Linked DNA regions of Sus scrofa: regions 1, 2, 3 and 5 are each linked to region 4. The links are chromatin contacts, called in public HiChIP or PLAC-seq maps. All regions are on one chromosome and are shown on one strand. The core of a region is the stretch at or near the end of the contact, and the rest is flanking DNA. Distances in the headings are between cores, read along the strand shown.

Region 1 (4,695 bases), core at 198-2,697, 230 kb before region 4:
TTTGCATTGCTCAGAGTACTAATATATGAAATATCAGGAAATCCTCAGTTCTTACTCCCAGAACTCTGTAGTCCCTTTCTGCTTTCTACTCTTCACATATATTTAAGTAGTATGCTCTTGGCTGTTAGTCTAATTCAGATGAGGATGAAACTTTTCTTTTTTTTAAGTACTCATTCGAGAATGGATACAGGAGCATTACAAATAGCTAGATCTCTGGAACATAGAAGGTCCCTGTTAATGGCAATAATAGTATTTCCTCCTTTAGTGCCTAAAATAATTCAGAATACATTTTCTTTAAAAAGGAGGAAAAGGTTTCAATATTTTTGAAATAAAAAATTATGTATCCAATAAAATGTGCACTGTTCTATGTAAGTATATCCTAACCATGTAGTAGCTATAGATAAACACAGCACTTCATTAAAAAAGGGGGGGGGGAGCTAACATTACAATTAATTCATCAGCATCTGAAGACAAAGACCATCGAAAGTGTATGCCAACACTGCATGTCTTATTTCATCAGCTAATGCATAAATACAGAATTTAACTACAGGATGACAACAATGATCTGTGTATATGATCATTCTTTTTCCTTAATACTTAGCCAGGGTTCTGCCTACAGTCAAGGACATTCTGAGGGAGCTCTTATATAAAAAAGGGGACCCTTAGAAGGTTACTGAAGAAACCATTTGCCTCGTGATGTTCAATTCTTGGTCATCTTACTGAGAGAGTTCTGATCAAAGTTTTTCAAATCTTATTTAAGTTGTGTAGGTTTCAGATATTTAATGTCTATTATTTACCAAGCTCACCTGGAGAAGAGGAGGTACCTGAAGGAAAACATCTTTAACTATTTTCTGAGATCATTCAACTTTGTGATACCATTATCCCCATTTTTATGTCTTGTTCACACATGTATACCTTCTGTGCAGTTACACAAAGAAAACCTGAACCCCAATGCTAAGGCCTTTTCCCACTTCAATTTCAGATCTTAGTCAAGCTTACTTACATTCTACCTCCTCTCAGAAGCAGTCTCCAATGCCTGCAATCCTGAGCAACTGTTTCCTTCTCTGAAGTGTCAGAATAATCTATTTATGGCTTTTTTTATATTATGTTAAATTTAAATTAAATTTATGCCTTGAATTTATTTATGCCTTTTATTTTGTATATGTGTTTTATGTGTGCACTAAGTTAGAAAAACTTACTACCTTCTCATATATACTCTACCATACATACCTCTTTGAGCAAACTATTTAACTCACTGAGTGCTCATCAAATAAATAAATGTCATATAACTAATATTTACTTGGTAATAACAAAATTGTGCAGTTATTGCGGTCTACTTTTGGTGGCTAAACAGAAAAAGTAGCAAGCAAAACACTTATTAAAAACCCCTAAAGTGTGGGAGTTCCCTGGTGACTCAGCAGGTTAAGGATCCGTGCTGTAATTGCTGTGGCTTGGGTTACAGCTGTGGCGCCAGTTAGATCCTGGTCCAGGAACTTCCCCATGCCATGGGAGCGGAAGCGGGGGGGAGAAGAAAAGATAAACAACATTGAAGTCTAATTCTCAAAATACTCAGGTAAAATCTAACCATATGGGACTGAAGGTAGGTCTAAGTCATTCTTCAAAGATCCAAATGGTAAAATGATTTGTACTTACTTGTCTCCAAAAAACTTTCTCCAGAATTCAGCAGCATCTGCTTTCGTGATACGAAAGTTATCTCCCTGGAATTGCCCATTGGGAAAGATCGCTTTGATTTCTGCCAGCATGTGGCTGAAGATAAGGGATAGTTTTGTGAGATTTCGTCTGTAGACACAAGGGGAGAGAGAAAAAGGAAAAAATAAATATATAGGCATTTAAGTTTTAATGGAGATATATATATACACACACACACACACACACATATATATATATATACATATATATATATATATAGTGAAAAATGAACTTATGTACAGGATCAACCTAGGTCAACTCAATAAAGCCCTTAAAGACAATGTTCATAAAAATATTAAATCCCTAAGAGGGTTTCTATTAGTCATCCATGTATTCATTTAAAATAAACATAAACAAGATAAATTACATGGGTTTTAATGCGAGAGATGGACACTTTAAAAACTCAAAATATAAATGCTAAACAACAGAGCAACTATTTCTACATGAGAGAATAAGGAAAGGTGTCATCAGAGGAGAATCTAGGAAGATAAAAACAGGTGTTTGACAGACTAATTGAGAGGAGGGGATGGAAGGGAGGGAAGAAGGGATTTCAGACAGCAGGTATAGCATGTAGAGAAGCACAGAGGTATGTAAGAGAAATATTTGGATATTATCTGAGGTTAAAATGGCTAGAGAAGAGCAGAAGGTGAGTGGAGGAAATGGCATTAGACAAGAAGAAAAAGTCTGGGATATGAGAAAGAGGCAACTGAAAAAATAAATGCAATTTTTTGTCAAATACACTTGCCATTTCTATCACAATCGAGATAGAAATGGCAAGTGTATGATACATCACTTGATAGATAAGATGATAGGTCTGATAGGTGCATATTTTAGAAGCTCCCTGCTAATTCTAACATAGTCCCTAAAAAGCTTCTGTAATAAGGAATGGGGAACCAAATTGGATTTAAAACAACATTAAGGAAATGATCGAATCTGTTTTAGAAAGAAAAAGTGATAGTAATATGAAAAAATGATTTGGAATGAGGGAAATATAGGTGTTGTCTCTATTCTATTTTCCATGTTAAGTTCTGGGGATTCTGACAAGACTTAAAGCATGCTTCAAAACATAACTGATATTTTAAAATAATAGTTATCATCTGCGTTCCTTCTTAGCTTTTCATAAGTTTACAACATTATGTTAAACAGCCCCACACTATTAGTGCTACATAGTAAGGAAGCAATTAAAAGATAAAATTCCACAGAACTTTTCCATTTTGAGCTCATCTTGCCTCTTTATATTCCTGCTTACTCAGAAGCACCAGAACAAAACAGGTACATATATATCTTTTCATTTTGAAGCTTCAGGTGCTTTCGTGTATGTGTTGAGGGGTCAGGGATGGGGGTGGTGAGGAGGCAATTTCCCTACCACTCAAAGTAAATAGAGAGGAAAAATAAGGAAAGCCATCGATTCTGCAATGAATACAACATCATACAATGTTTCAGCAGGACTCTGACATTGAAAGTTGTGGGTTTTGCCTCATTTTTACTCATGTACCTATGTTTAATGATGCTCAAATAACAAGCAAAAAAAAAAAAAATGTTAGGTACCAAAGAGATCATGTATTATGCACCTCTCAGTAAAGTTAATGAAAAGGAAACATGTAACTTCCTACATAAAATGAATACAGAATAAATGAAGGTACTTGTAATATAAAGTGGAAAAAGTAGAAATGAAGAGAAAGCAATAAAGTATAAAGTCATCTACATCTCAAAAAATTCATCTCTCTTAGATAACCAAAGTCTCAATTTCCCTAATCTTTTTTCGTCTACAAGATTTCTGAAAAAGAGGGGACAGAACTTAGGCCTTATTTCAGTGCTTGACTGACAACAACAAACAATCTGCAAAATCAGTATGGTTATGCAAAACGTTTCATCATTTTCTTACATTCAGCCACACTTCCTCACAACTCAGCCTAATTCAAAGGTAAACCTTCTTTCATTAGCTGAATCTTTGATCTTCTCATTTATGTCAACACATCCTCATTCAGATGACGGTAGATACAAGAAATTCAGTCTTAGGAAATGAAAAGTGAACTGATGAACTATATCAAAGGAAAGAATTGTGGCCAATACAAACTGCAACTGACTTTCGAAATTTGAGTTTAAGGAAAAACATAAAGTCACTTCAGAAAATCTGCAACAAATTTATTTCTGTAATTGGGCAAAAGAGTTAATTTTCCATCAAACTTCATGATACATACAGAAGAAAAAAGAAAAATCAAGATGGCTGTGATTAGGGTAAACCAACTGTTTCTTATTTTCTGAATTGGTTGCTCTCCACCCCCTTGTTTCTTTGTTCTTTAATCATATCCAAATGTTTTTCATTTTTATTTGTTAGATTTAAAGCCTGAAGCACAATACCAGTGATTACCCATCTTGGATATTTGATTGACTGGCTATGTAGGCACTAGACTTTAAAAAGGAAAGAGTAACACTTTATAATTTACAGTCTAGAAGTCTAGTAATCTCTACTACCTACATAACTAATCACTATTAAATTATAAATTGTGTTTACAGTCCAAGTTTATTATTCCTACAAGGAGATCACATTTTTATTTGACTTTCTGCATAAACTAAGGCAATGAAAAGATTTATTTGGCCTTCAGTCCTTAAGAAAACACCGATTCAAGTTCTTAAAAATATGTGAATGCAATGGTTTTATGTTATTTTATTTTTCACATTTACCAGAATATGTCTATTTTCTGTCTAATTTTTTAAAACATACACCATACATATGCAAATGATTATTTTGGAAATGTTATTGGAAAGATTGATTTACAGAGGTTGCAATCTACACAAAGATATGAAAAGAATTTACAGTTAACTCTCCTAACTGCTCTCCTTTAAATTTATTGTCAAAACAAATAGTTTTTGTCTTTCATATGATTGTGTGGGTTTTTTGTTTGCTACATTTTGCTTTACATTATTTTAAGCTTTAATTCCCCATTCTACTCTTAGATACCCATTTTAAAAACAACCTCCAAT
Region 2 (5,278 bases), core at 616-3,115, 210 kb before region 4:
TGAGGAGCTTGTAGAGCCTGTCATAAAGATCTGCCGCAACTCAAGTCAATCAGAGCCCTAGAGAGTATCAGGCACTGGTGCTGCTTTTAAAGCTCTCCAGATGATTCTGACAGATTACAATGGCTGGGAATCACTGCCAAGACTCACACATTTAATTTAGAGGAAAATTAACTTTAGAATTCTTTAAATGGCAACCTCTAATCTGATCACAATAGGTATGCTGATAAAAACCTGAAATTACAAACAAATTTGTAGGAAAAGAAAATAAACATAAAGCCAGGAACCCCAATCCAAAACTCTGAGTCAAGTAATATCCCTTGGATACCTATGGATAATTCTCAAATAAATCCTGACTTACTGGGAAACTACAATTATAGCATATTGGCACAGAAACAAAGAGAGCAAGTGTAAAGACAGAATTTAGGCTTTAGAAAACTGCACAAATCAGATTTAGTAAATAAACACAAAAACAAATTGTGAAATACAGTCAAATGCAAATTTTATGAAAAATTAATTTTGATCCATTTGGCTTGATGTGAGAGTGAATGCTACCTCAGCACATTAAAAAAAAAAAAAAAATCCTGGCAAGAGATTTAAAACAGACTTCTTGAATGTGTGACCAATGAGTTTTCACACAAAAAATTTTTTTTAATCACTCATGACTTGAGCAGGTAGAAAGTCAAATTTTAGAAAGGATTTATCCTCTCTCTGGCACTGAAAACTGGCTTATTAATGAAAGTCATCTTTAAAAATCCAGGAAAATAACATGAAAAGAAACAACCACTACTAACACATAAATGGTCTATAACTTTAATAGCTTGCAAAGCCCAGGTATAGGAGACTAAATAATATTTAATGACTGTGTTAAATACCATACTTATAAAAGTGGGTGAAGATAGTATTTTTAATGAGAAAATATATCATATTTTTAATATTTCCATATATTATAGACTCTTTAAAATATGTTTGGCTACTTAAAGGAAAATAAACCCAAAAGTTAAAATGAGTAATCCTCTGCAAATGGCCAAATTAGTCATTTAACCTTTTACGTACACATTAAGCATTAAGACAGGTCTGAACAATTTTAATTTTCATTTTATAGAGAACTTTGTTGTGCTTAACCACATGAAATGGTCTTCCTCCTTCACTCCGTGTGGTAGGAACAGCTCGGGGATTTCCTAAAACCAGCTAGGCCGAGCCCACCCCTCATCTGGAAGGCGTCTTTGTAACGTACTATTGTGGTTGTTTGGGCATGGGAAAGATACAACTCTCAGCTAACCTAGTGCTAACAACAACAACAATTTGTTAAAACTACTAAAGGTTAAGAATTAAGGATTGCATTTATTCAAAAACATGCCTCAGAATGGCAACAGGCTCAGGCCTCCACCTTTGTCAGCAGGACACTGTGACCTACAATGAAAGAATCTGGAAGGATGTCAGGGATGTTTGGGGTAAGATGAGGAGGTTTCCCGGGCGTAAGAGGCACTGGAAACAGATTTCTCCAAATATATAAACGGAATCACACCTATCTGAATAGAGGTGATAAAAACACAAATTTTCCAGAAATAATTACCTGAATCATATTAATAACTTTCAAGATAATCCTGTAAGCAAGCCACTAATGTGATATAAAGCTACAATACCTCAAGAAGAAACTTCCACACTCATATACAGCCAAATCAGACTGGAAGTCAGATTCCTGCTCTTCATTATTTGGCCCCTGCCTCTAGCCTCATTCCTCGTTGCAATCTGCACACATGATTTGTAGTTAACTAAATGATTTTGTTTCCTTCTCATACCCAGTCCTCTCCAACTGAAACAGTTCCCAGTTTGCTTCTTAGTCTCACTAATTCCTCCTTGGCCTTATGCAAAATTGGTCATGAGCTTACATTCCTCTTTTTGAAAAAAGAGAGCCATAGGTCTCTACTACATTCTTAGAAGTGTCTGTGAGCCAAAAGAGGTGAGGGGCCAGTGATCTTCAGAGCAGCCAACTAGAAACTTAAGTGAAAGTTTGAGAATTCACAGGTGCCAAAAACCAAAGTCCCAGACTCAAATGTTTGTCACCAGTGCAAGTCCCACAGTTTCCAAAGGACTCACAGCCAGGACTGAAAGAGGGGAAAAAAAAAAAGTTTAAATCCCAAGAGTCTACCAATAAAAATCATTCATTTGGTCCTCTGTTTTGGGAGGGAAGGTCAGAGAAGAGGGAGATGATTAACTAGCTCCACCTAGACATATCACATACCTTCACTCATACTACAGAATGGAAGTAGCCCAAATGAAACATCAGACATTTCAGAGTATCAGTGGGTTCTACTATTAAATCAGTTCCCTAAAACATTTGGAAGACACTAAAATTTGCATTTAATAATGAAAAAATGTAATGATGTTAGCAAAAGGATTAACATATGAAGAAGTTAGTATTTTCTTGGAATTTATAAATATATGTATATATTTAATATAGTATCTAATGGCACTGATTTAATTTAACTGCTTTATTCTAAAAATAGGACAACTCATTGGCTTAGATACTGAGGCAGGTTAACATTTAAACCTGTAACGATGAAAATTAAATGAGAGAAATCAGCAAAGTCTTCACACAGGCCAATGCTAGCAAGTAATCCATTATAAATAGCTCTCATGCATAGTCATTTTATGTACAAATTTTAGTTGCTCAAGATACTCACTGAGCAAGCAATTTCAGGTAATTTGCTAGTTGTGATTATTGTAATGTGTAATTTTTAGTTGTGATAATTACCCAAGAGACTTAGAATACACAACTAGTAGAATAATTATGGAACCTCTGTTTATTCTTTTAGGCTCAGTAATTGAGGAAACTGAATTTATGAGGCTGGAGGTCTATTTTTCAAGACCCCACTGAGTTACCTTTGTATAGTAGTTTGTATGTCCCTGACTCCCCAACATAACTGCAATGTGTTATTAACTACAGCTCCAGAGTCCCATAAAGACATTCAGAGTTTATTTTAATGGAGTGAACCATCTCCTGACGATTCTCAAAGCTCAGTAAAAAGGAGCCCACCTCAAAGCACTCTGTTTATGCCTTGAATGTTGTGTGTGTAGCACAGAGTGGAGTTGTGGCTCAACTGTGCCCTCCTCAGCTGTGTTCTAGAATTCCTTCAAGTGCTAATTTTTATTATTTGTTCTATTATTCCAACAGGTTGGGGATGGGGGAACAGTGCATTCTTAGTGGAAAATAAAAATAATCCGGAAGCTGATTCATTTAACAATGTTAATAATGTTGGATACATATTCTTAAAGATAATGCAATGAACTTATATTTATGATGTTACACTTCTCTAAATGGACACTTTATTAAAGTTACATCTGCCCCTCAAAAATGTATTGCTGGCTTTGAGATATTCGAACCTGGAAATAGCTACTGGGACTAGCAAGACATTCAATTACAGGAGTACTTTTTAGATTAATGCTAGAAGTTTCTTCCATTCACCCAAGAACCTGTGTTTTTTCTCTTAAGGTAAACTTTACTCCATTAAATTAATTATTAATTAGAAATTAGCAGTTCTCATACAGCACTTTGATCACACAGTAAAGTTCCTGCCTCCAACATTACTTATATAAATTGCAGATGACTTTAAAAAAAAAAAAAAAAAAGAAAAAGACTTTCTAACCCTTCACTGGCTTATGGGGACTGTCACTAGGTACATGCGCTATCAGCACTTCAAGTGTGGTTAGTCGAAACTGAGACCTGCTGTAAGTGCAACTATGTACACACTAGATGTCTAGGAGTATGAAAAAGAGTGTAAAATATTAAGAATGTATTATATTGATTATATGTTGAAATGATAATATTTTAGGTTAAACAAATATATTTTTAAATTAATTTTTTCTGGGACCTTTTACTTTTTTTAAACATAGCTACTAGGTAATTGAGAATTACACATGCCTCGCACTGTTATTTCTATTGGACAGCACTGTCCTTTGAGCTCATCTGCTCCTACCTTTTGTTATATCCATTGCTTCGCTCCCATTTTCCTTTAGTTTTCATCTCTTTAAAATGAACCCACTTAGATTGTCCTCTCTCCCACAGAACTGCGGTTTCCTCACTCCCCAGAGAGAGACCATCCTGTCTCTAATACCTTCACTCCCAATACCTAAAAAGAGAACCAACACTATGTGCATCAGCTGGTCTTCCTCACCACAGAGTCACATCCATACCCACCACCACCACAAGGGATGAATCACAACAGCTGTCCTTCACCATCTCTCATCCAAGCGACGGCCATGTACCTACTGGTCCCTCTTGCCTCCAATCTATCCCATCTGGTACATTTGCATACAAATCATCATCATCTTTCTAAAGCACAGGTCAGATCACTTCATTCGCCTCTTGGAATAAAAGTCAATTTTCTAATTTTTAGAACGTCCATATTTCTCATCATGGCATTCATTCTCTCTAGCCTGAACAGACAATTCCAAGCACATTTTTTTCATTACATCTCTTCTTAAAATATCTGATGAACTTTTTATGCTATTACTTAGAATTCTCTGGAATACCAGGTACATTCAGAACCCCCCATCTTTACACATATTATTACTTCAGACTGCAAGACCCCACCTTCCCAGGGGTGCTGGAAAATGCCACTCATCCATTAGTGAAGCTATCCCCTTCGGGCCCTGAAGCTTCAATTAGGCACTCTACGCTCTAAAGCCTCATAGCACCTAGCCAATATACTGTGGCATTTACATTTTTCCTTCCTTTGAATTATATTCATGTATCTGTATCCTCTGCTATGATTCGAAAGAAAGAAAGAAGGAAGGAAGGATGGACGGACAGACAGACAGACAGAGAGACAAAAGGGAGGAAGGGAGGAAAAGAAAAGAAAAAAGAAAAAGATGGAAGAGAGGAAAAAAAAATATAGAAGAAAAGAGTAATAAGGCTAGGAAGCAGATACCGTTAACCACTATGTTCCTACACTACCTATTCCCATGTGATCTGCACACAGCAGGTACTCAACAGTATAAATATTTGCTAAATTCAGAAGCGTGTGAATGAAATTTCAGGTTTTAAAAACTCAGAAAATTAAAGAGATTTTAAATTCTCACCTTATTGTGGCATTCTGTATATAACGTGTTGAGTTAATGAATAAATAAATCGCCTTCTCTATACACTCAGGTAGACAGACACCTCAAGCCTGGAAAGGTTTCAACAAATATAACCATCTTTACCACACAAATAAAATTTGAAGACAGTGAACATGGTCCTCCAAGGGAAGATATCTCTATTCTCAAATATTCACTA
Region 3 (4,890 bases), core at 158-2,657, 130 kb before region 4:
ACATAAAGATTATTCTACAGGAGCCTAAGGGGCACGTCTGTTGTCAACAAAGGCTTAGGACTTGGATTTTCCCCGCTAAAACCACCAGTACAGACGCATGAACATGGACACACGAACACACAGTTCTTTAAACCAACGCGGTTGAGGAGCTGCCCCAAAGTTAAGAGCCAAATAATCCAACAAACAACCCATTTTAAAAGCGAGAGAAACTGACAAGAGCGGGCACAGAAAGGAGAGAGTTCACTTCTTTCGCTCCTTGCCTCTCGTCTCATCCAAGTAGGGTGGGGGTAGGGGGTCCAAAGCTTTGTTTCGGGACATCTGTGCCTCCTTGCTGCTCAGGCCCCTCCCCTGCCACTCTCGGACCACAGCTGGGGGAGGAAGGTGGACAGAGAAAGGACAAAGTATCCCCTCGCCTCTCCAGCGCCCGCAGCCCAGTGGCGTCTCCGACGCTCCGCGTTTGGCTCCCAGGTAGACGCGCCCCGGGGGCTGTCTGCAATTCCAGCCGCCCGCCTCCCTTAACTCGCTCTTCCTCCTCCCCTGCCCCTGCTCGGGTCCAGGCTTTAAATACCCCTCTTCAAACTGTGACGGCGGCGGCGACAGCAGCTGGAAGCCGGGGCTGTCCCTTCTTCCTCCGTGGCCCGCGCCTGGCTGCCCCCGGGTCCCCGGGCGGAAAGCAGCGTCGAGCCTCCCTAGCGCCCCTTTCCCTCCTGGCGTCTCGGCGCTGTAGCTGCCCAGAGACACGCGTGTGCGCGGGTCCGATTCTACACGCCCTGAGAACAGGGCGCCTGGGTAGCCCAGGCAAGGAGTGTGTAATCGCCGTAAAAGCCCACTCCGGAGGAAGGAGCGACTCAGAGCAAAAGCCACCGAGACGGAGAAACGCAACAATTACCGTCAAGACCAATCCACGCCCGCTCTCCCCTCCCGCCCGACTCGGGGAGGCCGCGGGACGCCGCAGCAGCCCTGGCTGGAGGAGGAGACCACTCGCTGGACACCCCACCCCTGTAGGATACACACAGCAAGAGCCAGGGGTGGGGCGGGGCCAGGGTGGGGCCTCGCGGGGTTGGGCCAATCACGCGCATTCGTGCCCTGCCGGACAGCGGGCGGCGCCAATGGGCGGGAGGCACCCGTCCTCCTCGCACTACCACCCGGTCCACGTCTTCCACAGTACACAATGGCCCCAGAGGAATGGCCCCGTTCGCCGCACTTCCCAAACAGAAAGGGATTCAGTGGGAAATGGGGGGATCGGACTCACCCGAGAGCGAAAGTAGAAAAGGGAAAGGAAATGGAAGAAAGGAATCAAGGCACTAGGGAACTGACCAATAACGAGTGGGCGGGTGGGCGTGAGCCTTGGGAACCCGAGCCAAAGCCGACTCCAGCTAAAAGGCGGGACTTCCTGCTTCGCTCACCTTCCTAGTCTTTTGTTTCATAGCAACAGAGTAGTGGCTGAGAGGGTGTTGCTTCTTTACTCTGGGCGTGTCCAAGGCTGAAGAATTCATCTCCCTAGGGCTGCCAAACTCTTCTACCCAGGACAGCAACCAAATAGGCCTAAGGCATTGCTTCTTGTTGGCTATCAAAAAAGAGAAACAGTCAGCTTTCTAAGATGAGGTATAAACCTTTCATAAAATAGACTAGGGTTAACACCTGATTACCGACCAAAACTTCTGGCTGTTTCCCTTTTACTGTTAGTTCTGGAGGAATTGCTGATCAAATATCAGGATGATGAAAAAGTAAATAGTTGACAACGTTGGCTAAATTGTCTCAACTAATCATGCCAGGGCAGTAAAAGCACCAGACCATAAGAATTTCTAACATATATATTGCACATTTTTATTTAGTACGAGTTGCTGTATAAATGACTGAAGAGGAAATAGCTTTTGTATTTTGTCTGAGTCACCTTTACTCTGTGTTTGCCATTCTCTCCCAGCATTTGAAATCTCTCTGTGGCTCCATACCAATGTCTTTAGAAGTCCCACATCTGGCTTGTCCTAGGAGGAAAAATCTACTGTGTTGGGACCGTTTTTCAACAAGATCATAAATTAAACGAATGCCTTATATTTCTATTTCACTTCAGTTCTACCACAAGTACTACTAACAATTGCTTTGAATTGTCATGCTTTGGAATTTTCTTTACACTACAGTTGGTAGTGTTGAATACACTTTACACCTTTGGCTTCTCAGATGTGATAATTTATGTCTTTTAATATATACATATTTTTATTCTTCCTCTAACCAGTTAACCTGATAAAATGTTTCTCAAGGGTTCTAACCACTGTCTAGCTAAATAACCATTTTAGTAATGGGATAGTTACTGTCAAGGATCCTGAGTTGTTAAAAACATTCTTTACAGCCCTAAATTCAGATGGTTATGATTTTCACTTGATGAAAACAGACAAAATGTGCTCTTTGCAACTAGTCAGATGATAAAATGTGGTTCTGGAAGTAATTTTCTTTTTTGCCATTATTTCTATGCCAGTAATTAAAGAGTAGTTCCTTGTTTTCACGTTGTGTTTATCTACAAAATACTGGTCTTTCCATATCTTGTCCAACCATGCATATCTTCTTTACTTATGTAACAGTAGCTAAATTTACTAAAGGGAGACTGGCAAAAGGAAATATTTATTTGGTCACCTTTTGTTTGTTGTTGTTCTTGTTATTCTTTTGTTTGTGTAGGGCCGCACCCTTGGCATATGGAGGTTGCCAGGCTAGGGGTTAAATTGGAGCAGTAGCCACTGGCCTACTGCACAGCCACAGCAACGCTGGTTCAGAGCCATGTCTGCAACCTACACCAATGCAATGCCGGATGCTTAACCCACTGAGCAAAGCCTGCAAATCTGTGTCCTCATAAATACTAGTCAGATTCATTTCTGCTGAGCCATGACGGGAACTCCTGGTCACCTTTTAAATAAATCCAAAAAGAATAAATGTGTAGGAGGTTTTTCAGCACGTAGGAAAAGAGTGCTTTAAAGGAACATTATAACTAAGTGCATTACTCATATTCATATCCAGATAAAAGTAGAATAAGCAAAATACATGTTATAGCATGTGACATTCCTTTGATGTTAGTTTTGCAACTGAGATGACTTGATGAGAAAATGACACTGGCTGTGATATCAAGCATATATTGATACAAATTATAAGTTTTATGATATAAGATATATATGTATATACACACATTATATATATATAAATATATATATATATATATAATGTCAAGAAACCATATCTTCATTCTCTACTAGCTTTGTATCAAAGCCATCTTGAGTCCAAGTTGAGTTCTGGTGTAGTAGGTTTGTATCCACATGCTCCCTGGGAGATAACCATCGGAACCCAAAATAGGAATCAGAATTTGCCTGAACACCAGATCAGAGCAGTGTCTGCCACCTACACCACAGCTCATGGCAACACTGGATCATTAACCCACTGAGAGAGGCCAGGGATCAAACCTGTATCCTCACGGATGCTAGTTGGGTTTGTTACCACTGAACAACTATGGGAACTCCAGGGAAAAAAAATTTTTTAAAAAGAAGACAAATATTTGGGAAAATATTTAGATTTCTTTTCCATTCAGTTCAATTTTTCCTCTTTTCTTTTTTCTACTTTCACCAAATTCCCAGGTGACACAAGTGATAGGTTGATTAAATAACAAAGACTTTCCATAACTTATTTGATTTATAATAGCTATTCAAAAATATTTGGTGAATGAATGGATTGACTAGGTATTGAAGAGGAAGTATAAGGTTGTCCCTGTTTCAGTGCAATGGAGAGTCCGCTTTATTCACAATTTCAAACAAGATGCTATTTTTCCTACAAGATAAATTTACAGTGCCCCTCTAACTCAAAATCAGAATGACACAACGCAAAACAGTTATCTCCCAGGGAGCATGTGGATACAAATTTACGCATTAGAAATAAATAAGAGGGTTATTACCTAGTCATATTTGGGTTTAACAAGTCATCCCTTGTTAAAGTAATAGATTTCCATCTTTATTTAACAACACATACCAATTGCTGGCAGTGAGGGATGCTGATCTATGGGTTTATCAGATGTAACCAGAGTCTGAGTACTGGTTTGGCCCTCTTGGAATCCTTGCTTAACAAAAAAACAACAACAACAAATAACAATGACTTAAGATAGAATCTTAATTCCCTCAGGTGTAGAAAAAGTCTGAAAGTAGAAATTACAGAGAAGAATGGTGGCTCCTCAATTTTTTTCAAGGACCCAATCTTCTCTTTTTTCCTCTGTTTCGTCCTAACACCTTGTTTCTCACCCTCAGGTCACCTCATGTTCCAAGATGGCTATTGGTGCTCCAGTTATCACCACTTATTTTCAGGTTAAAACTAAGAAAGAGGAAAGGTAGAAGAGTATGATAAACTTCTGCCTGAATCAATTTCCTTTAAGCAATTTTCAGAGAAGTCCCACAAATATTTCTCTTTAATAACTCAAGGCCAGAACTCAGTCCCATGGCCAAACTTAACTGATAAAATATCTGGAAGGCAATGTGCTTTTTGTTATAGGAAGCAATATAACCAGCTAAAAATCTGAGTTTTGTTTCTAAAGAAAAAGGGATGCATATATATTTGGGAAGAAAGGCCTTGTTCAAGAATTAAACTTATGATTAATAAAACAGTTCTTGAAACAAAAACTAGAGATGGCACATGCTATGAGCTAATAAAAATGTGAAATAATAGATACCAGATAATACATATGTTTTATATATATATGAACATGTATATATGAGATATGTTTATATATGAGGTACGTGTGAAATATATTTATACATAGGAGATAGATATGTTCTGGATATATATTATACATGTGTATATATATTATATATTTTATACACATATACATATTTATTATCTTTTATACATACTTATTATTTTTATACA
Region 4 (4,626 bases), core at 2,057-4,556:
CTTATGGACCAAATGTCTGCTAACAAATTCTACTTTATTTTAATAAATATTGATATAAATTTAAATACAGATGTGAAGGAATCAGAAAAAAGTAGAATAAGCTTTAAAAACTTAAGCTAAATACTTCAAGCTGAAATTCCATTCTTTGTTATTGACCAAAAAGAAACAAAGCACATGTCCTCATAAAGACTTTACGTGAATGTTCACAGCCGTGTTATCATATTAGCCCCACATTAGAAACAACCAGATACCTGTCAACAGGTGAACAGGTAAACAAATTGTAGTATGTCCATACAATGGAGAGGCATCAGCAATAAAACAAAATGAAACACTGATACATGTAACAACATGAATAAATCCCAAACAGATTGAAAGAAGATTATAAATTATAAATGTATATAGCATCATTCCATTCATGTGAATTCTAAAACAGTCAGACCTAATCTATGATGACTGAAGGCAGACCACAAATTGTCTGCAGACATGGGGTGGTAATTGTAAAGGGACAAGAGGGAACTTTCTGAGGTGATGCAAATGTTCTATAACTTGATTATGACAGTGGTTACACAGTTATATATGTTTGTCAAAACACATCAAGCTAGATACTTAAATGGATGCAATTTGTTGTGCATAAATTATACCTCAATAAAATTATTCTAAAAGAAAAAACCTGGATTATAAAAAATAATGATTTTAATGGCCATTACTATTATTATTTTGTCTTTTTAGGGACGCACCTGTAGCATATGGAGGTTCCCAGGCTAGGGGTCAAATCAGAGCTGTAGCTGCCAATGCCACAGACACAGCAATGCCAGATCCGGGCCGCATCTGCTCATGGAAGACAGGCCAGCTCATGGCAATGCTGGGTCTGTAACTCACTGAATGAGGACAGGGATCGAATCTCCGTCCTCATGGATACTAGTCAGATTAATTTCCACTGAGCCACAACAAGAACTCGTAATGGCCTTTATTTAAAGTGTTATATATTTGGAGCCAGAAATATATTTTGTATTGTGCAAGATTCTTGATGCCTGCTGGACAGAATTTTGATAAATATGATGAAAAAAGGTAGGTCTATAGCAACTGAATGTCAGTGAATTGAAATAGGTGCTTAAGGACTCAGGCTCTTTAGTGATGCAAATCGCATCACTTTTATATATGTAATTACTTCTACATTGTAAATTTATATTTTTCCTATTAAAAATGGATTTACATTAAAAATGAGGGAGTTCCCGTCGTGGCGCAGTGGTTAACGAATCCGACTAGGAACCATGAGGTTGCGGGTTCGATCCCTGCCCTTGCTCAGTGGGTTAACGATCCGGCGTTGCCGTGAGCTGTGATGTAGGTTGCAGACGCGGCTCAGATCCCACGTTGCTGTGGCTCTGGCGTAGGTCAGTGGCTACAGCTCCAATTAGACCCCTAGCCTGGGAACCTCCATATGCCGCAGGAGCAGCCCAAGAAATAGCAAAAAAAAAAAAAAAAAAAAAAAAAAAAAAAAAAAAAAATGAGAGTGCTAGGACTTCAGAAATAGTGGTGCCACATGTTTTCCCAGGCTGTACACTGTGTAACTCCAGGGGGTACCATTCATGGACACTGCAATATGATTTTATCAAGGTTTTACATGGCATTAAAAATCCTATCCAAGCATCCTTAAGATAAAAATGCTCTGATATTTTCTGACTTCAGAACACCTTGGAGTCAAGTGCTTTCATGGGCTTTCTTACAGTATGGCCTTAGGCTCCTTTGAAGAAAGCTGTCAGCTCACAACTTAACTGAGGAGCATTCCAATTGCCCTTTCAATGTCTAGTGCTTCCTTTTTGTCATAACTAAACTGAATAAAAGGGGAAGCATTACAAGAAGAGTCATGTGGTTGATTTATGTCATAGCTCCTTACTGTAATTTTTCCAATCTCATTATATGCACCTAGTTTGTTTTAAAGTCCTTTGCTCTTTTTTGAACAAAAACTGGATTTTGTATATAATGTTTAAATTCATTAAATACTAAGAAGCTATAGGTTCCCTGAGGCTTTGGTATCTGGGTCTTTGAGAAAGACGGTAGAGTCAACATCCCTTTTCCATTGATCATACTAGTTCAATCTCATTTTAGTACAAAGGGACAAAGGAGATTTTCTCACATATATATCAAAGGAAACCAAACCAGAACCTATTTTTGGAATTTTAAGATTTCATAATATGATAATAAACTCCTCTGTCTCAAACAGTAATGGAAATTGTTAAATCTTTTGTGTTTTTGGTTATTATAAAAGGTAGGGCATAGACTAAATCAAGGGTTGGCAAACTCTTTTTTGAAAGTCATACAGTAAGAGTTTTCAGCTTGTGGGCCATATGGTCTCTGTGACAATTACTCAACCCTGTCACTATAGCAGGAAAGCATACACACTGCTTAAATGAATGGAAACATCTTGGTTCCACTAAAACTTTATTTACAAAAACAGATGGTTAGACCATGGGCCATAGTTTACAGACCACTGCATTAAATTTTCCCAATAGTCTAACATGTTATAATTTTACTTTAATGAGCTAGAAAGTATTTTAGAAAAATACTCTGTGGCTTGATTCCTCATCAGAAAAATGGAACCAGAAGTCTGTAAGCCAAGATTTTGCATGATAGGCCCTTGAGCATTTAAGATTATTTTAGAAGAAACAAATTCAATTTCTTACTCTCTCACTATGTGCACTTTCAGGAAATGAATTATACATATTTCTTTGATAGGAATTAAAAATGGGTATATTCAGATCAAATGAGCTTGAAGTGCAAGGTGTATTTCAAGAAGGCTTTGATCGAGAGCCACGTTATATTATAAGGTAAGATGTCATCATGAGTAATTTATAGAACATGAATTTAATACTCAAGTATGTCGAATTTAGGGCATAACCCACTTGACCTTGTTACAGTATATAAGTAAACTTTCTGGGGTGGTGTTTCCTTGATCTAGTATTATGAAAATATATTCTGTTCTTTATAAAATGCAAATTCATTTCAAAGTACATTAAACTTGAATAAATAAATTTTTAATGAAACAGAAGGGTTGTTTTTGAAATTCACTGTTCTCTGACAGACTCTAAATGGCTTCATTTCTCTGTGCTTCTCCTTTTTTTTCATAAGGGCTGTGACTACTCTTCTATGATTATTAAATTCTGGGCAGCTTCTTGTATCTCTCACAGAGTTTCAAGAAAGCATTAATGAGCAACAAGCCTGTAAGTTTCTTGCTCAACTTCTCCTATTAAGACAACTCATCAGAGATCACTCACAAACAGCTGTGCTCTGCAAGTCATAAATGATAGGTCATGTGTGGTGACTAAAGTATGACTCTCAATCAGTGTTCGTGAAGAGCTACTCGTCAAGAGTGCTATTTTCACTATGTGAAAAGTTATTTTGAAGGACTCTATCATCACTGAGTTATCTGAGCCCTATATAGCCCCTGCCAGTTTAAGAACTGACACATGGACAGGGGCTTATTTACTCCCTCCAGCCACAGGAAGAGCTGTAAACCAATTCAGTGCTTCCGGATCTCTAGGGACAGGGCTCATGGGTTTCTTAAATCCTTTCCCTCTCTTTCTGAAGGCATCTGCCTTATACATTTTGTACAAAGTTCTGATAGTGTTAGCAAACAGAAGCAGAGAAGCATTTTCCATTGTCTACCCCAATCTTCATTAATCTTTATTTAATGGAATTAGACACCTCCTTCCTGAAATTTTATATTTGGAGACTCAGAGTTACAGCTTTGGATGGCAATAATGCCAGGTAAAATCACACTATATGACTAGTTTGGAAGGCTCAGGGGGAACTCATTCACATTTAAGACTTTGGCTACTTCTTGGTTCCAGGCAGAGCCGAAACACTCACAAACACGAACACTTTTCCAAACTGCATTTTGGCACATGCTTTTCCAGTTCCAGCTGGATTCAGGAAATGTGCCAGAAGGAAAAAAAAATGTATTTTGAGTAAGATTTTCTTTCTTAGTTTTTTTTTTTTTTTTTTTTTTTTTTCCCCTTTCTTAAAGAACCTCCAGGACACAGTTAATGCTGTCAAACAGAGAGGCATGATTTCTTTTTCCTGGCACACATGAAGTTTTTAGAATTACATTCTCAGTCCCTCTGATAGAGCCCAGAGTCAGATCAGTGTATGAAGGTACAAGGTGTGTATATAATACAAGAAGCACTGAGCCTTAGAGCCAGGAGAGCCAAATGGGTATTTGTAAATGATACCTGACAGGAAGCATCTCCCACCTTGATTTCATCTTGACTTATGTCTTCAAAATAGGGACTGTTAGGCCAGATCAGAAGATACCTCATGGTATACTTTCACATGTGATCTGTTTTTCCTTCCCATCAAAAATGTGCATCCTATTTCTCTCTTACTATAGTTATATACCATCTGCAAGACCTTAGCCTTACCAATGGTTATGCATGAAGATAGGATGTTAGCAATTTAAGAAACTAAAATTTAGGAAGTATTTCAGAAAACAGAATGGAAGTTTCTTAGAAAGGTAAACATACACTCATCCTATGACCCGGCAATCCCATTCCCAGCTATTTACTGAAGACAAATGAAAATACATGCTCACTAAAAATCCTGTGCATGAAATGTTTATAGCAGCTTTAG
Region 5 (5,077 bases), core at 557-3,056, 250 kb before region 4:
GGCTTTAAACAAAACCATCCAAATGCATTCCTAAAATGAAATGGCCCTATATGAAAATCAGTGCACTTGTGCACTCATGGACACTGGGATGGTGTCTCCTATTGTAGCTTGAGTGTGAGGGAGGGCAGGTGCCACTGCTGTGGAGCCGTACCCAGCGCACTTCTTGCTGTGGCACAAGGGCCAACGATGTGCCTAATACCCTTCTATATATTGCATGTGGGGGAAATGTCTGTAGCAGAAAAGAGAGACTTTGTGACTCAGATTTGCCATTAGTAAGGTATAATTTCTCAATCTAAGCCAGGGAGGATGATCAAACAGCCACGCTCTGAGTTTCACATGATCTCAGCATCAAGCAAGAGGTATTATGGAAGAAGTTTTCAAGAATGTGAAATTGGTTTGGATTGTTAAAAATGGGCCTAAGATGTTTTATGTACTTGTATGTGTGCATCGCATATGTGTAAGTACACTTATATGTACTTATGTGTTAATATGTATTTATATGAAATTAGATGTTTATCATAGAACCAAACTGAATGTCTTGAAAAATACCCGAAAATAATGAACATGAGACTGATTTATTGTCATCAGCACAATACTCGACTATTCAAATATACATATACAATTTTATACACAAATACAGGTGTCATGAAAAAAGTTAATATGCTAATATCTTACTCTAATTTCAAACTGAGACTTACTCTCTAAATTCATCAAATTACATATTACCCTATCCTCTTTCACTTTATGAACACTAAATTTCAGAGCAAGTATAATGTATCCATTTAAAGAATTCAATTAAGAAGCACTGTTTTGGTCTGTTACCATTTCTGTCCCCTTATCCCCATGGGTGTAACTGATTACCTAGGAATGAAACCACAGAGAACTTTTCTTTTTTTTTTTTTTTTTTGTCTTTTTAGGGCTGCACCCAAGGCATATGGAGGTTCTCAGGCTGGGGGTCTAACTGGCGCTGTAGTTGCCGGCCTTTGCCACAGCAACGCCAGATCCGAGCTGCGTCTACAACCTACACCACAGCTCACGGCAATGCTGGAACCTTAACTCACTAAGCAAGGCCAGGGATCGAACCCACAACCTCATGGTTCCTAGTCAGATTCGTTTCTACTGTGCTATGATGGGAACCCTGAGAACCTTTCATTTTTACATACATCTCAAAATATTACTGCCAAAAAATCTTACCTTCCGGGTTTGGTGCTGTATTTCTGTAGCCGTGCTTTAACTTCATCATAAGTGAGAAATGCCATGTAACCCGGATGAGTTACTGCTAAGAAATTCCAATTCCGTAAAATAGAGCCCCAAGGCTAAAAACATAAATAAATTAAAAAATTATGTAGAAAATAGCAGCTACTCATCAACCCATCATTTAATACCCATACTGAAATTCTCCTGGATAGTTTTAAAGTGAGTATGAGTTTATGGGTCTTAGGTCAACTTCCATTGTCTAACAGCTAACATGCAATTAGTTATTTTCCTTTGGAGAAATAGGATTATGCAGAAAACAGATTTCTTAAGAATAAAATGCAGAGGGCATAATCTCTTCTCTAAAAATTCTATTCTAAGTACAGCAATTGTGATCATTTTGAAACATTAACCACATCACTCTTCTGTTCAAAACCCTGTAACTCTGAATAAAAACCAAAGTCCTTGTATATGGCCTAGAAGAACCTTACAGGATTGATCTCCAGTTCCCTTTTTGTCCCTGTCTGCTAAGACTCTCCTCTTTCTGCCCTTCCTCTAGACACACACGTCTCCTTGCTGCTGGCTTGAACTTAATTATACTCTGTCCCTCAGAACCTTTTCATTCACTGATCCCTCTTCCTAAACTCTTTCTCCAAATATCCATGTGATGGGTTCCTCTTTCTACTTCCTCAAGTGGCCTTCTCGGAAACCTATTTAAAATTGTTACCTCTCACCATATTCCTTATCGCCCTGTATGTCTGTTTTGTACATTATCTACATTTAGACATCTCACTTTACAGAAAAAACTCTATCACAGAACGTAAGTGACTTGGCCAATTCTACCCATTAACCATGAGAACAAGGAACGTGCCTGTCTTGCTTCCCAAGGTCATACCAGCACTGAAGCACAGTGTCAGAGATTACTGCTGGTGAAGAGCTCTTCAAATGAGCGATTTGCCTACAAGGCCTCCACACTTGGCTTATCCTTATACAAGGATAAAATCAGAAAAGGTTTATAGCTTAGAGGTGAGTTCTGTAAAAAAATCTTTTATGGAAATGTGTGTACACACACGCGTGCGCGCACACACACACACACACAGTTTGTATCATTCTCTCTTTAATAGGATTAGCTGTCCCTCCAGTTACCATGGCAAGAGAAAAAAAGGCAGCCAGTGATAGACAACTTTGCTTGAGGGTGTGAATGAATCATCTCTCCATATCTTAAAGGCTGAGCTACATTTACCCCAAGGAACTGGCAGCATACTCCATCTGATGTGCCAGAATATTAACTCAAATCTTCTGTATAAAAGAAAAAAAAAAAGGTATTTTATGTTGCCAAGTGGAAGTGGCTCAAAGAGTCATTCTAGACATGGTTATTGGTGAAAGGCTCCTGCTTTTGTTTGTTTTGAGACTTGTTCCTTGTATTGTTAAGCAACTTGCAAATTTACGAAGCAGAATTCTTTAAGCATTATATCCCTTGAGATGAGGATAATAAGAGAAAGAATGATTTAGTGATGAAGAGTTTAACCTTTTCTGACATAACAAGACAAATCTTCAGGGTATTTCCCCATCACACTAAAATATCTAACTGAGTAAAAATGAGCTCTGGAGAACACTCTTAGGAGAGGTTTGTCTATGTTCTTAAAAAAAACATGTTTTTAATTTTCTTCTTAAGGCATGACTAAAAATTGCATAAACAATACTTGGAAGAATATAAGATATCTTTAAAAAACTGAGAAACAACTATTATAGTAAAACGAGTTTTGTTTTATTTCGTTTTGCTTCCTCATCTACAAAGGACAAGGATGAAAATAATATAATATTTGAGTCATCTTCATTAAAAATCCACAGAAATTAATGAAAGAATTGTTTTAAAAAATGCTAAACTTTATAGAGAGCCAACACACAGATCAAATACAAGTGGAAAAAAATGAAACTGGAGTTTTGAGCCAAATGCTGCAGTATTTAGCAACAGTTTCTTAGTACATAATCCAGAGGACCAGCCTCTAACTACAAAAATATTTATGTAATAGAAGGAGTTTGCATTTTTCTTGAGAATGTAACCCACAGACAGAAACACGTGGTAGTTTTGTATTTTGTGTGTGTGCGCGCGTGCACATATGCGCGTGGGTGTTTAAAGTATTTTGCCAACTAATGGCTTAAAGAACACAAAACAAAGTGCTTTGGAGAAGGATGAATTTTGCAATCTGTTTTTTGGTGTGTTTTTTTGGCTATGCCCAGGGCATGGAGAAGTTCCCAGGCCAAGGACTGAACCTGCTCCACAGCAGTGATCAGAGCCACAGCAGTGACAACACCAGATTCTTAACCCACTGAGCCACCAGCAAACGCCACGATTTTTTAGATTATAGGAAATCTATTCTGACACCACAGCACAAAATTATTTGGAAATTCTCAAATGACCACAGACATTAATGAAGTGAATTAAGAAGACCAGTCCCTCCATTCTTTCAATGCCACCATGTTCAAGAATAGCCGCTTATCAACTTACAACTTACATTAGGAGTGGGGCCTCAGCTGGTCTGCCTAGAAGCTCTCCTAATCCTCACTACAACATATGATTTTTTTCTCCCTATTCCATCAATGCTACATCTTCTATAGTCACTCGTATATTGCCCCAAATCATTCATTCCTTAGCCTGCCACCTACACATCCCATTTATTGCCCCTTTTCTCCACAACCAATTCTTCCCTAGTAGTAGGAAAATGGATGGAGAAGGGAGCAGCAGCCCCAGAGAGAGGGAAGAAGAAAGCAAAATCACTGGAGGACTTGAGCACTTGCTAATTCTAGAACCTCTGAACTATCTGGAAAGGAGAAAGAAGATTAAAGGCAGAGCAAGAAGAGGAAGGTAGCCATTGCAAGATCTTTCCAGTGATTCCTTGCGCTTGTTCAAGTTCTGACAAAATACCAAGATGAAGGAAGTGAGGAATAAAGGAAAACCAGCGTCCACTAGCATTCTTTTTTTTTTTTTTTTTCTTTTTGGGCCGAGCCCACAACATATGGAAGTTCCCTGGCCAGGAAGTGAACCCTTCCACCACAAGGGAATCCTCTACCAGCTCTCTGACTTTCCTTTCCTAGGCAATTCTCAACTTCACACACACACACAGAGACACAGATACACACAACCAGTGTGTATGTGTGTGCATTTCTCAACTTCACCTCCTTACCTCCACTAATACCTTTTCAAACGCTTATGCTAGTTCTCTATATCAAACCCCCATCCTAAGGGTTTTGGTACCTTGCCTGCTTTCATATTCTACTCTGCTAAATACCCTAGTCCCAACAATTTAAAGCTAGTAGGAATCGCTGCCAATTAACCACTGATATGACAACTGCAACAAAATTTTTGTTTGTGCAGTTACGGTATCCATAAAGCTTATATTTTTCATATAGACTACACAATGAAAACAACAAAATAAATGTTACTCAATTTTTAGTTGGGTAAAAATAAAAGATCCACAAAGTGTAACTGAGTCACCATGCTGTACAGTAGAAAAAAATTGTGTTGGGGAAATAACAATAAAAAAATAAATAAATAAGTTAATACACCTACTTTCTGTGTACAGAACCAATTTTATTGTATTTTAAAGCACATATATGATTACAGACTAAGCATTTGAATAATAAAATGAGAAGAGGTGAAGACTCCCAGAAATACAGAGGGGCTAGTGAGAATTCTTTAGCAACTTCTGTAACTATGTGTTGTAAAAGGCACTAGGCATTCTTTGGTCCACTGGTGAGATTTTGGTTTTATGATCTAACACTTTTCACAGTAGCTCTACTTAAAAGATTCTTTTCCTCTCTCATCCTCATGAGCATAAATAAGATATATGTGCCTTAGAGTGTTAAGATTACTTGGGCTGTT

The links. HiChIP or PLAC-seq counts read pairs in DNA pulled down with a chosen protein or histone mark.
Region 1: a contact with region 4 is called in an H3K27ac HiChIP or PLAC-seq map of alveolar macrophages. The contact joins two enhancer-like sites. A contact is called at or near these places in 1 of 47 Hi-C or Micro-C datasets (fibroblasts) and 1 of 2 datasets of contacts at active chromatin or transcription factors (alveolar macrophages).
Region 2: an H3K27ac HiChIP or PLAC-seq map of alveolar macrophages shows a contact between it and region 4. The contact joins two enhancer-like sites. A contact is called at or near these places in 1 of 47 Hi-C or Micro-C datasets (fibroblasts) and 1 of 2 datasets of contacts at active chromatin or transcription factors (alveolar macrophages).
Region 3: a contact with region 4 is called in an H3K27ac HiChIP or PLAC-seq map of alveolar macrophages. The contact joins the promoter of CBLB here to the enhancer-like site in region 4. A contact is called at or near these places in 4 of 47 Hi-C or Micro-C datasets (adipocytes, fetal heart ventricle, fibroblasts and 1 more) and 2 of 2 datasets of contacts at active chromatin or transcription factors (alveolar macrophages and skeletal muscle).
Region 5: a contact with region 4 is called in an H3K27ac HiChIP or PLAC-seq map of alveolar macrophages. The contact joins two enhancer-like sites. A contact is called at or near these places in 1 of 47 Hi-C or Micro-C datasets (embryonic fibroblasts) and 1 of 2 datasets of contacts at active chromatin or transcription factors (alveolar macrophages).

The regions. Positions count from the first base shown.
Region 1 is chr13:153,575,638-153,580,332 of Sscrofa11.1, reverse strand. It overlaps CBLB (E3 ubiquitin-protein ligase CBL-B), which reads right to left. Exons shown (of 19, transcript XM_021070494.1): 4 at 1,654-1,800. Among named protein-coding and RNA genes, the nearest start is that of CBLB, 97 kb to the right of the region's middle. Within about 2 kb of position 1,447, at least 2 of the 83 cell types and tissues checked have an H3K27ac peak or open chromatin away from gene starts, as enhancers often do. A contact at or near this core is called in alveolar macrophages, where this site is marked.
Region 2 is chr13:153,547,793-153,553,070 of Sscrofa11.1, reverse strand. The region is part of intron 3 of CBLB (E3 ubiquitin-protein ligase CBL-B); the gene reads right to left. Among named protein-coding and RNA genes, the nearest start is that of CBLB, 70 kb to the right of the region's middle. Within about 2 kb of position 1,865, at least 2 of the 83 cell types and tissues checked have an H3K27ac peak or open chromatin away from gene starts, as enhancers often do. A contact at or near this core is called in alveolar macrophages, where this site is marked.
Region 3 is chr13:153,477,042-153,481,931 of Sscrofa11.1, reverse strand. It overlaps CBLB (E3 ubiquitin-protein ligase CBL-B), which reads right to left and starts at 1,407. Exons shown (of 19, transcript XM_021070494.1): 1 at 1,318-1,407.
Region 4 is chr13:153,344,226-153,348,851 of Sscrofa11.1, reverse strand. No RefSeq gene overlaps it. Among named protein-coding and RNA genes, the nearest start is that of CBLB, 130 kb to the left of the region's middle. Within about 2 kb of position 3,306, at least 27 of the 83 cell types and tissues checked have an H3K27ac peak or open chromatin away from gene starts, as enhancers often do. A contact at or near this core is called in alveolar macrophages and skeletal muscle, where this site is marked.
Region 5 is chr13:153,596,845-153,601,921 of Sscrofa11.1, reverse strand. It overlaps CBLB (E3 ubiquitin-protein ligase CBL-B), which reads right to left. Exons shown (of 19, transcript XM_021070494.1): 6 at 1,195-1,316. Among named protein-coding and RNA genes, the nearest start is that of CBLB, 120 kb to the right of the region's middle. Within about 2 kb of position 1,806, at least 9 of the 83 cell types and tissues checked have an H3K27ac peak or open chromatin away from gene starts, as enhancers often do. A contact at or near this core is called in alveolar macrophages, where this site is marked.